Regions from separate parts of the Zea mays genome. Here region 2 is linked to region 1. Evidence: chromatin contacts called from public Hi-C data. All regions are on one chromosome and are shown on one strand. Each heading gives the region's core, a stretch centred on a gene start, on an enhancer-like site or on the middle of the called end of the contact. The rest is flanking DNA. Distances are from core to core; before and after follow the strand shown.

Region 1 (4,659 bases), core at 944-3,443:
GACATAAAGTTCTATGTTGTGAACGATAAAGTATGGGATCAAATAGTAAGTCTTGAGCCTATAAGAACTAAAAAGATGCTCGCGGATCCGCTTTCAAAAGGCTTACCACCCAATGTGTTCAGAGAACATGTAGCTGGCATGGGTTTAAGGGAAAGCCTATGATTCCTGGACTATAAAGGGGGCTAAAGTTAATGTAACTGTTTCAAACCAGAGATGTGTATTGCAGCTGTTAAATCTATCGGCGATTGACCGTAACGATGAAACATTCTCTATGCACTTATCTGTGATGGAACGAGTAAAGTAAAAAAGTTACAGTTAAATATGAGATCAAGGGAGAGAATGTTGGATTGATCTCCACCAAGATGGGCCCAACGGTCATCTTGGGCCTTTGATCGCACCCTGATCGAGGGTGCCCAACCCTACATGGTTGGTGGGCCCCTGTCACACTGCGCTATAAATAAAAGAGTGGGGGCCGGCGGCTTAGATGACGCAGTTCGCTAGAGCCGCATTCCCCACCGACAAACCCTAACACCGATCTGAGAGAGGGTGCGCAGCCAGTGACGGGAAGACACCGCCGTTCTTCGCTGTTGCTAACCTCGCTGCACCGACTGTCGCTGCCCTAGCGCAGTCTTCACCAACGAACCTGATGGCGGCTGGATATGCATCCTCCAACATGCATGCGCTTCCTACTGACGGTAACAATCTAATACTGTTTTGATATATTAGTTAAGAACCTGAAATTACCCTACAGAACACAGTTTACCCCACTGATCTACTCCTAGAGATCCTGTTGAATACTTGAATCTAACATGTCATTCATATTGCCTTTGACCCTAGAACTTGTTTGTCTCATTAAAAACTCGTTATATGAATCCCAAACCTGCTTTTAGGATGTCCTCAAGGTATGATCAAAACAATTTTGCACTTCAAAGATCAAACTCAACTTAGAAACTTTGTCGCGGATCTTTAACAGAAGGGAGGTCAAAACATAATCCATAAACCATTGGATTCTGCAAGAGCCCTAGAGGAATATGTATGAGACACATTCACGATATGGTTACTAAATACACCTACTTAGATTGTGCAAGAAGTCCAAGGTGGAAAGGTTAGCTGTTCAGCATGAAATTTGCTCGCATGCGTACAATATAATAATGGCACCATGCACGATCTCCTAGACTTCTCCTTTCCATAAATGATTGAAAATGGTTCATACATTCTGACTGTCAGCATTTGGATACTAGTTTACTCACAGAGCTCTACGTCGAAACAGTTTGGCCAGCCAAAATTTGGATCGGCCAAAGGCCAATTGGAACCGAGAACAAAACATGCCCATGATCTTGTCGGCAAGAGCACATAATCGGAAGGGACGATGCTTACACACTGACCTTGGCAACATCCTCGACCTGATCCAAAAGGGATAGCACATGGCGCAGTGTGAGGGAGCGGTACCACAACTGGCCGAGGTGCTTATTCTTCCTGCCAAGCAGCTTCTTCGCCTCCTCCATCTCCCCCTTGAGTCCGGTAATGCTCTCTGCAGACTCGCTGAACAGCCGCAGGATCTGTAGCCACGGCGCATGAATGAAGAGGAAAACGGAAATTAAACCTACAGCCATTTGACTTTAGGTACACATGGCTAGAGGGCTCCTCGGTCCTCACCATCAGGGAAATAAACAAAACGAAAGGGATTCCTAGGTGGGTGGGCGGACTGCGACGAACCTGGGAGTAGTTCTGGATGGCCTTGTTGAAGCCGTGGTGGTAGGCGTGCACGACCTCGTCCACGACGTCCTCGATGAGGTCGCTCTGCTCTTTGAGGAACTGGATCTCGCCCTCGCGGTCCTTGGAGGTGAGGATGTGCACGACGTGCGGCAGCGAGTCGAACCGCGCGGCCGCCCAGCTCTCGTCGATCCGCGACAGGCTTTCCTTGAGGTACTGCGCCCCCGCACGGAGACGACGGGAATTAGCATTTCCGACGACTACAGTTCCGGAATATCCAACGCGAGGAACGAACGACGGTGGGGAAGCAAAGAAGGGGGCTTACGGATTTGTCGGCCGGGATGGGGAGGCCATCGAAGATGCCGCGGCGAGGCCCGCTGCGGCTCATCGTGCGGGAGGGCACCGGCGGAGGAGCAGGGTTGCCGTCCGGCAGTCGCGGCGTCGCCTCTCAGGAGATCCGGCTGGCGGTGGGGAGCGGTTGGCGACCGCGTAGCGTAAGCACAGCTGGTGTGTGTGTGTGTGTATGTCGATGGTGCGTGGTCCAGGTCCACAACCTCCATCAGCGTTACTGCGTCAGCGACAAGGAGCAGACGGGTCGTTCTAGTTCGGCCCAGTGTGCGTGTGTCCGGTCCAGGGTAACCCATAACTGAGGAAGGATGGGTAGAAGGCCCATTCGGAGATTTGAAAGTTGAATGAAGAGAGGATTGACGGAGATTTTAAATCCTTTCTGCTCAATTTTGACTAGCAAAAAATCTAATCCCCCTCAATTCAAACCTGTCCTCCTGTTAATGCTGCAGCCTATACGGTTGGTTAGATATTTGATATCGTCCACTGATTTATGTTTAACTAAAACACTGATATCGTCCTTGCGCCAGTCCAGCAGCAGCATAGCGGCTAGGTTTGTGTCGTTGGCTGAGATCTGTTACTGCTCACGCGCCCACGCTCCATCGCCCTCCATCTCCACACGCTCTGTCTCCACGTCGCCTCTCTCCATCGCTGGGACGCATCGGCAGCGGACCAGGAGCCGGTGACGCGGTCTGCAGCCACAGAGGAGAGAGGTAAGGAGGATGATCCTTTGACGTTGTCTGTTCTCTACTTGTCGTTGCCTGTTCTCCTATTAGGACTAAGACGTCCTGTGCCGTGGGAACAACTTGATTCTTGCGTGTTAATCGATCAGGTGAAGGAGCACTAAAGAAATCACGGCCTGCGTTCGCTTGCAGGCATAACATGAACTGTGGTTGACCAGGTGAAGGAGCATTAAAAAATCACGGCCTGCGTTCGCTTGCAGGCGCAACATGAACTGCAGTGGCTGGGTTCTCTGTCTGAGTGAGTGAGTCGGCCATGGGCCATGGCTGCAGCCGCCGTGTGGGCGTGTGGCATGGACAGAGGTTGTGCTACTCTGATCATCCTGCAGCTGAGCAGCGAGACGATCTTCGCCATCAGGTTGTTGACAACTCCATTAGCAGAAAGCATTTGCATAGCCATATTACTCTGGTTGGGAGACAAATCTTCGATGGTAGATCGGTTTGTCTTTAATTTTGGATGGAGATAGGCATATATTGTATTGCTGACCAATAAAACAACAAAAGATTAGCAGCTCCAACTCAAAAGATTAACATTTTGTATTTAATTTTGGATGGAGATCCAACGATTAGTGCCATGCAGCATCTGCGTAGCCATATTTGGATGGAGAGACGTTTCCTGCGTCTACCGAGCTCTTGCAGCCGCGAATTCATAAAGCATCTCTTGTTTGTTTTCCTGCATAACACAACCGGGCTCCAGACATGTAAAAATGGTTTCTCAGCTAGACTCATCAGATACGCGCGCCAGAAGCGTAGCTAGTGGAGCAGGCCACGTGCATACAGACCAAGCAGGCGCGGCATACGTCTAGCACGTATTCCTGGAGCACTTTTTATTTTGTTTTTTCATCGTATATTTTAATTGAAATATTCAATCACTAAACCAATTTCAGATTTGTGTTCTTCGTATTTTTACGAACAAAATTAGATTACACTTGCTATGTAAATTTTAAAGATTTTTTTATTTATTTTATCCTATCTTTATTTTGGTACGGATAACCAAACAAATGATACATTTGGTCTGAATGCACTAATACAAACAACCAAACAAAAGTCTGTTGTATGGATCTAGCCTGACCATATGAGCCTGGCTCCTCAACTACTGGCCAAGTCGAACCTGATTGCCATCATGACGCAACCAATCACATGGATACACTTTGACTTGAATCATCTTTATCTTATGCATTTTGTTAAATTATACCTGAAAACAGCACGGTACAGACACCGATTGACATATAGTATGCCTTATGTAGTTACATTAGTGAACTAGGCATTTTGTTAAGTGATCATATTTCTGATTTTTCTGTAGGTGCATAATCTTATTAGACTATCATTGCATGTGACCATTCTGACATGGACCAGTCTTGTCAGGCTCATCGGACCTCGCCGCGTCAGCTAGCTGTTCAATATAGGATTCCGACCATTGAGATCTGACTGGTCCGGTGCGCCACCAGACTAGCCTAGTGTGTCAGCGCCTTCACACTTCTAAAACAGTGGCCTTGAAAAACTGGTCTGGCGCACCACTATACTGGTCCGGTGCGCCAACCAACCAATGTCCATTTTCAGACCTCTCTGTATACTCGTTCTGGTATGCCACCGGACTGATCCGGTGCTCCGTAGATAGACTGACTTAACCCCATTTTGGGCAAATCTTCTTCAATTTGATTTGGCTGTATTTGTGGGTGTTCCTATGACTTAGACAAACATATCTAGAGACTGTCCAGCGAGTCTAAGTCATGGAACTTGATCATTTTAATTTCTCTAACTCACATTCCAATCCTGGATCAACCTTAGGTCCAAAGGTAATAAAACTAAATCTGAGCTATCCAACCTTTCTAGTTTGCTCGATATGTTCCTATGGGTGTTT
Region 2 (4,659 bases), core at 1,015-3,514, 160 kb after region 1:
TCTATGAGAACATCAATTACAATGAAAGAAAGCTACTAAGTCTTAAGTACAAGGAATAAAAAGGACAGGCATAGAAACCATTTATCTTTCTTATCCTGCGTCACCAATCTAAAAGAACCTTGATAATTCAGCCAACACCATAACTCCAGAGCCCAGACCACATACCTTTATTCCATAAGTGTGTTCAAATTTATCAATACGGCTAAATGTAATAGGAACTCTGTTAACTCAGCTGAATGAACACTTCTTTGCAAATAAATAAAGAAAATAACTCTAGAGATCAAGATTAGATATTTGTAGCCATCACCACAAGAGGGGTGATGATACCAACAAATTCGCATATGCACTCATAATGGTACTGTAACTTGGTACACAAAATATACAATGAAGTAATGAACCATTTTACATGTATGAGGAATATGAATGGGACTTACAAATACCCTGAGTTTCTGCAAAATTTGAAAAAGAAGTTTGATGTCCTCCTTATTGGAGCAGCTATCAATCATTGACCACAACCAGGCATTTGGAGGCATGGTCTCAGCTTCAACAGATTTCAACATTTTCTGGTACATCTCCTCTACAGCTTCTGTGGCGATCCATGACATGGACAAATGGTAGTATCAAACTTCAGGAAATCCATTCTTTGAATAATTATAGAATGCATGAAGAAAAATGCACACGAGAAGAAATACATAATAAAAACCAACAGAATATCTCAAAGACTCTGTATTTGTTGAATTTATCTGCAACGATGTAACTTTACACACAAAAAACATCTAAAAGCAAAATGTCACTTCATGGATCTAGCAAGAGCCAACTGGGAAAAATTAGCAGATCATACATAAAATTCAATTAGCATTAAGGTCAGGAAAAAATCTGCATTTTCTGGATTACAGTAATGTATGACTGCATGGAAAAAAAACTTGATTCAAAGATAACCAGCAAGATGGTAAAATAGATTAATGAGTCTAAAGTCTAAACGAAACGTCCAGTTAGCAAATGGTTGCCAGTTAGATAATTCCTATGCAAAGGGTCTTTTTGTCGCTAAATTAGCAATAGTATGGAAAAGCTGCTACTTATCTCGATAGTGGGCCTTCTTGAATAAACTGAATAAGTTAATAGATAACCTGTAGGGTGGTCCATGTCACTTGCTTCCGTTGAGAAGTGTGCTGTCGTCATGTGACAGTGTACTGATTTCTCATTCAACCATTGAGAAGCTATGGTAGGCGATGGGAGGTTACCTAAATTAATAAACAGCAATTAGTCAGCATGGATTAATCAATCAAAACTAATTTAATCAATGATGGACCCAAAAAATGGTCATTAGTGAAACATTTCACTGCAATAGCTAAAGTCACTTAAAGATCAGTTAGTTCAGAATTTCAGATGCTTTGCAGAATGTTTGCAGCACCCTCTTTTCTTTAAGGAAAGATCAATATTAATCCAAGCAAACAATGCTCGAGATGGACAAGAGGCAACAGGGTATCAAAAGTGATGGGATGGAAGCATATATCACTACAAGGAAATGAAGCAAAGCAAATTAGAGTGCAACAAGTCAATAGACGACTCATGCTCATTCCATCCACGAACTTGTCTCTCATCAAACCCGACTTCAAGTTTCAATCACACACACATCAGCTAATCCCCAAGGAACGTACTCATGGATCACACGCATCTAAAACTATCAATCATAAGCGATAGCCACAAGGTCGACAGAATGATGCACTTCTCCGCCGCTCAAAGACCTTTACCACTTCCAGTAAGAACACGAAAAATGAAATACAAGCGAACGCGGGAGCCCTTCGAGATTCGAGGCCGTACAATGGACATGCCACTCCGCGCGCCCACCACCAGTTTGACGAAATGTCGTGCCAGGCAAACCCGCGAGCAGCACACTGGGAAGCAAGGCGCAGAGCACACATTTTATAGATATCAGGTGAGGGAGCTCACAGTGTGATCGGGAGGCGAAGCAGGAGGAGGAGAAGCCCCTGGTATGCTGCGGAGAAGACGGCGAAGCGGGAGCGCCATTGAGACGGTAAAGGAGAACGCCCTCGGCGCATGATGCGCGCCCTGGGATCGGTCCGGAGAGTATTCCGGGGATCCCCGAGGCCGCCGGTAAGGCGAGGAGGCGGCGGGCGCGCGCGGCGGCGACCTGCATGGCTTCTGCTTCTCCGGCGGCGGCCGGAGGGGAAAAACTGGGGAGGTCCGAAACGAAGTCAGACGAGGGCGAGAAGAGGAGTTGGGCTGTGAGTTTAATCGGTTGGTGTCATTTTGGTAATTGGGCTCAAGTTATGCGGCCTTGTTGGTTTGGAGTAGATTTAGGTCTTCTTTGGAACGTAGAAGTTTTAAAGAAAGGGAAATCATACAAAGATCATAGATCAGTTTATTTTCACAGAAAATACCTTGCATTCTAAAAGGGGCTTGATATAAAATTTAGACTAAAATTCACACTGAGCTATAACACATATAGATTAAAATCAATACATATGTATTCAAATAAAACACTAGGGTTGTATGCATTTCTTGAGTGGACCATGATCCATTTGTAAGAAAACATATTTTACAACACTATCAGGAGATAAAATATACCCTTATATTCTAAATAATAAACAATTTTAACCTTTTTAAGTATATGGTTAAGCTCTTAGGTGATATATGATGGTGTCACGTGTAAATTATGCTAATGGACCAATCATTCTAGCGACCATACTTTTCATCTATTTATAGGATCAAGCTTATATACAGTCTTACATAAATTTATATTTTACTCCTCTCTTTTCTCTACTACTATAAAGTGCCGATTTTAAAGGTCGTCCCGCGTTACGCGTGAAGCGTGTAGATCTATTCCTCTACCAGTTGGTCGTTACCCCATAGATAGGTCGTAAAAACCACCATAGTCAGTCATTACCCTACATGTTGTGAGAACCACCTAAGCCCAACACGACAGGAAGTCGTACTCAACACAGCGCTCCCTCATAGTACCAACCCGCTATATAAAGTTGAACGAGCGACCGAGCGAACTATATAGAAGAGGGTCGTACTCCTTTTCAACTTATTATATCTTTCTAGGCCTTTTGGCTAAGATAAGTGTAATATTTGTTCTTGTGTACCCTCGCAACACACATGTATTGTACTAGTAAATAGTAATGTTTCACATTCAGCTACATACATTGTTGACCTTTTGCTGTGCAAACATGTCAGCACATCTCAATTGAAGTTTCTGAAAGGGAAATGCGCCTTTGATCCATTTTTATATTGGTTTTGGTGTTTGATGACCATCACAACCTCATGAACTAACTATTTTGCTAAGTGTTTGGTTGTAGAATTGACTTGTTGAATTTAGAAGATCAAATACAAATAAATAATCTAGACTTAGAGAAAAAGGGCATGTTGAGTAGTAAATGAACTTTGGACATTTAAACATTTAGGGCTAGTTTGGGAGCCACAAAACCGGAGGGGGTTAGAGGGCTTTGAATAAGGAGGGGATTTTAGCCCTTCCAATCTCCTTCGGTATTTGGACTCCCAAACTAGCCCTTAGATAAGTTATAAAAAACCCTAATGAAAGGGAAATGACCTTTTACCATTTTCTCTAAATTGATTTCGATGATTAATGACCATCACAATCTAATGGACTAACTAGTTTGCCTAGTTGGTTGTTTCACAAGTGCATAAGTCTATCCATCTCAAATTTAAGTCTAATGTTCGAAATAACGTAGATTATTCTGGACAGTAGAGCTTTCTAAAGAAATCACCTATGCGCGGACCGCCTGGGCCCTTTAGGTGGATCGTCTGCGACACCTCGGTGCATCTTGAGCAGGAACTATGCAAATTTTAGAACTTCTACTACGGACTGTTCGAAGGAGAGAAGAATACCATCCGAGACTAAGCGCAGACTGTCTAGCCCTCAGGCGTAGACCGCCCGCTCGTTAGAAACCAGAGAAACCCGAAGGTGCGCGGTTCGGTAAAAAAAATTAGCGTCCTCGTGGACTGTCCGGGGTGCACGGTCGGACCGTCCACGATTGCTTTATCTGACATATGACGACACATTTAATGCACTTATAGTCGTTGATATAGTCGTTATTGAAAGTTGCCTAGAGGGGGTGGATAGGCGGAAACTCAAATCTACAACTTTAAGCACACTACAAGCCGGGTTTAGCGTTAAAATAAAATTCGAGTCTGAGAGAGAGGGGAAAACAAATCAACCAAGAAAATAATGCGGATGACACGATCATTTGTTTTACAGAGATTCGGTTCTAAAGAACCTAGTCCCTATTGTGGTGGTCACAAAGACCAGATCTTTTTCAACCCTTTCCCTCTCTCAAATGGTCACTTAGACCGAGTGAGGCTTCTTCCTTAATATCACGGGTCACTTAGACCCCGCAAGGATCACCACACAATTGGTGTCTCTTGCCTTGCTTACAAAGCTTGAGAGTAAGAAGTGAGAAAGAAAAGAAAGCCAAGCCAAGCAAACAAGAGCAATAAGGAACATAAAGAATCCTCTTACAAGTCCTAATGCGCTAGAGTTGAATTTGAGACTTTGAGTGGATCGATCACTTGAATTGTGTCTTTGAAGTGAAGTGTATTGCTCTTGTATTGAATGCACTGTGGTGAATGCTTGGACGGTTGGAGAGAAGGTGGTTGGGGGGTATTTATAGCCCC

The links. A called contact is a pair of places that touch in the nucleus more often than the background predicts.
Region 2: a contact with region 1 is called in a Hi-C map of leaf mesophyll, with 2.5 times the contacts expected there. The contact joins the promoter of LOC100283187 here to the promoter of LOC100279763 in region 1. A contact is called at or near these places in 6 of 25 Hi-C or Micro-C datasets (ear, endosperm, leaf and 3 more).

Annotation. Positions count from the first base shown.
Region 1 is chr7:180,935,484-180,940,142 of Zm-B73-REFERENCE-NAM-5.0, forward strand. It overlaps LOC100279763, which reads right to left and starts at 2,194. Exons shown (of 26, transcript NM_001152721.2): 1 at 2,039-2,194; 2 at 1,717-1,929; 3 at 1,386-1,559. The coding sequence starts at 2,101.
Region 2 is chr7:181,097,512-181,102,170 of Zm-B73-REFERENCE-NAM-5.0, forward strand. It overlaps LOC100283187 (adenyl cyclase), which reads right to left and starts at 2,265. Exons shown (of 11, transcript NM_001156089.2): 1 at 1,951-2,265; 2 at 1,128-1,241; 3 at 435-586. The coding sequence starts at 2,158. It also overlaps the pseudogene LOC111589887.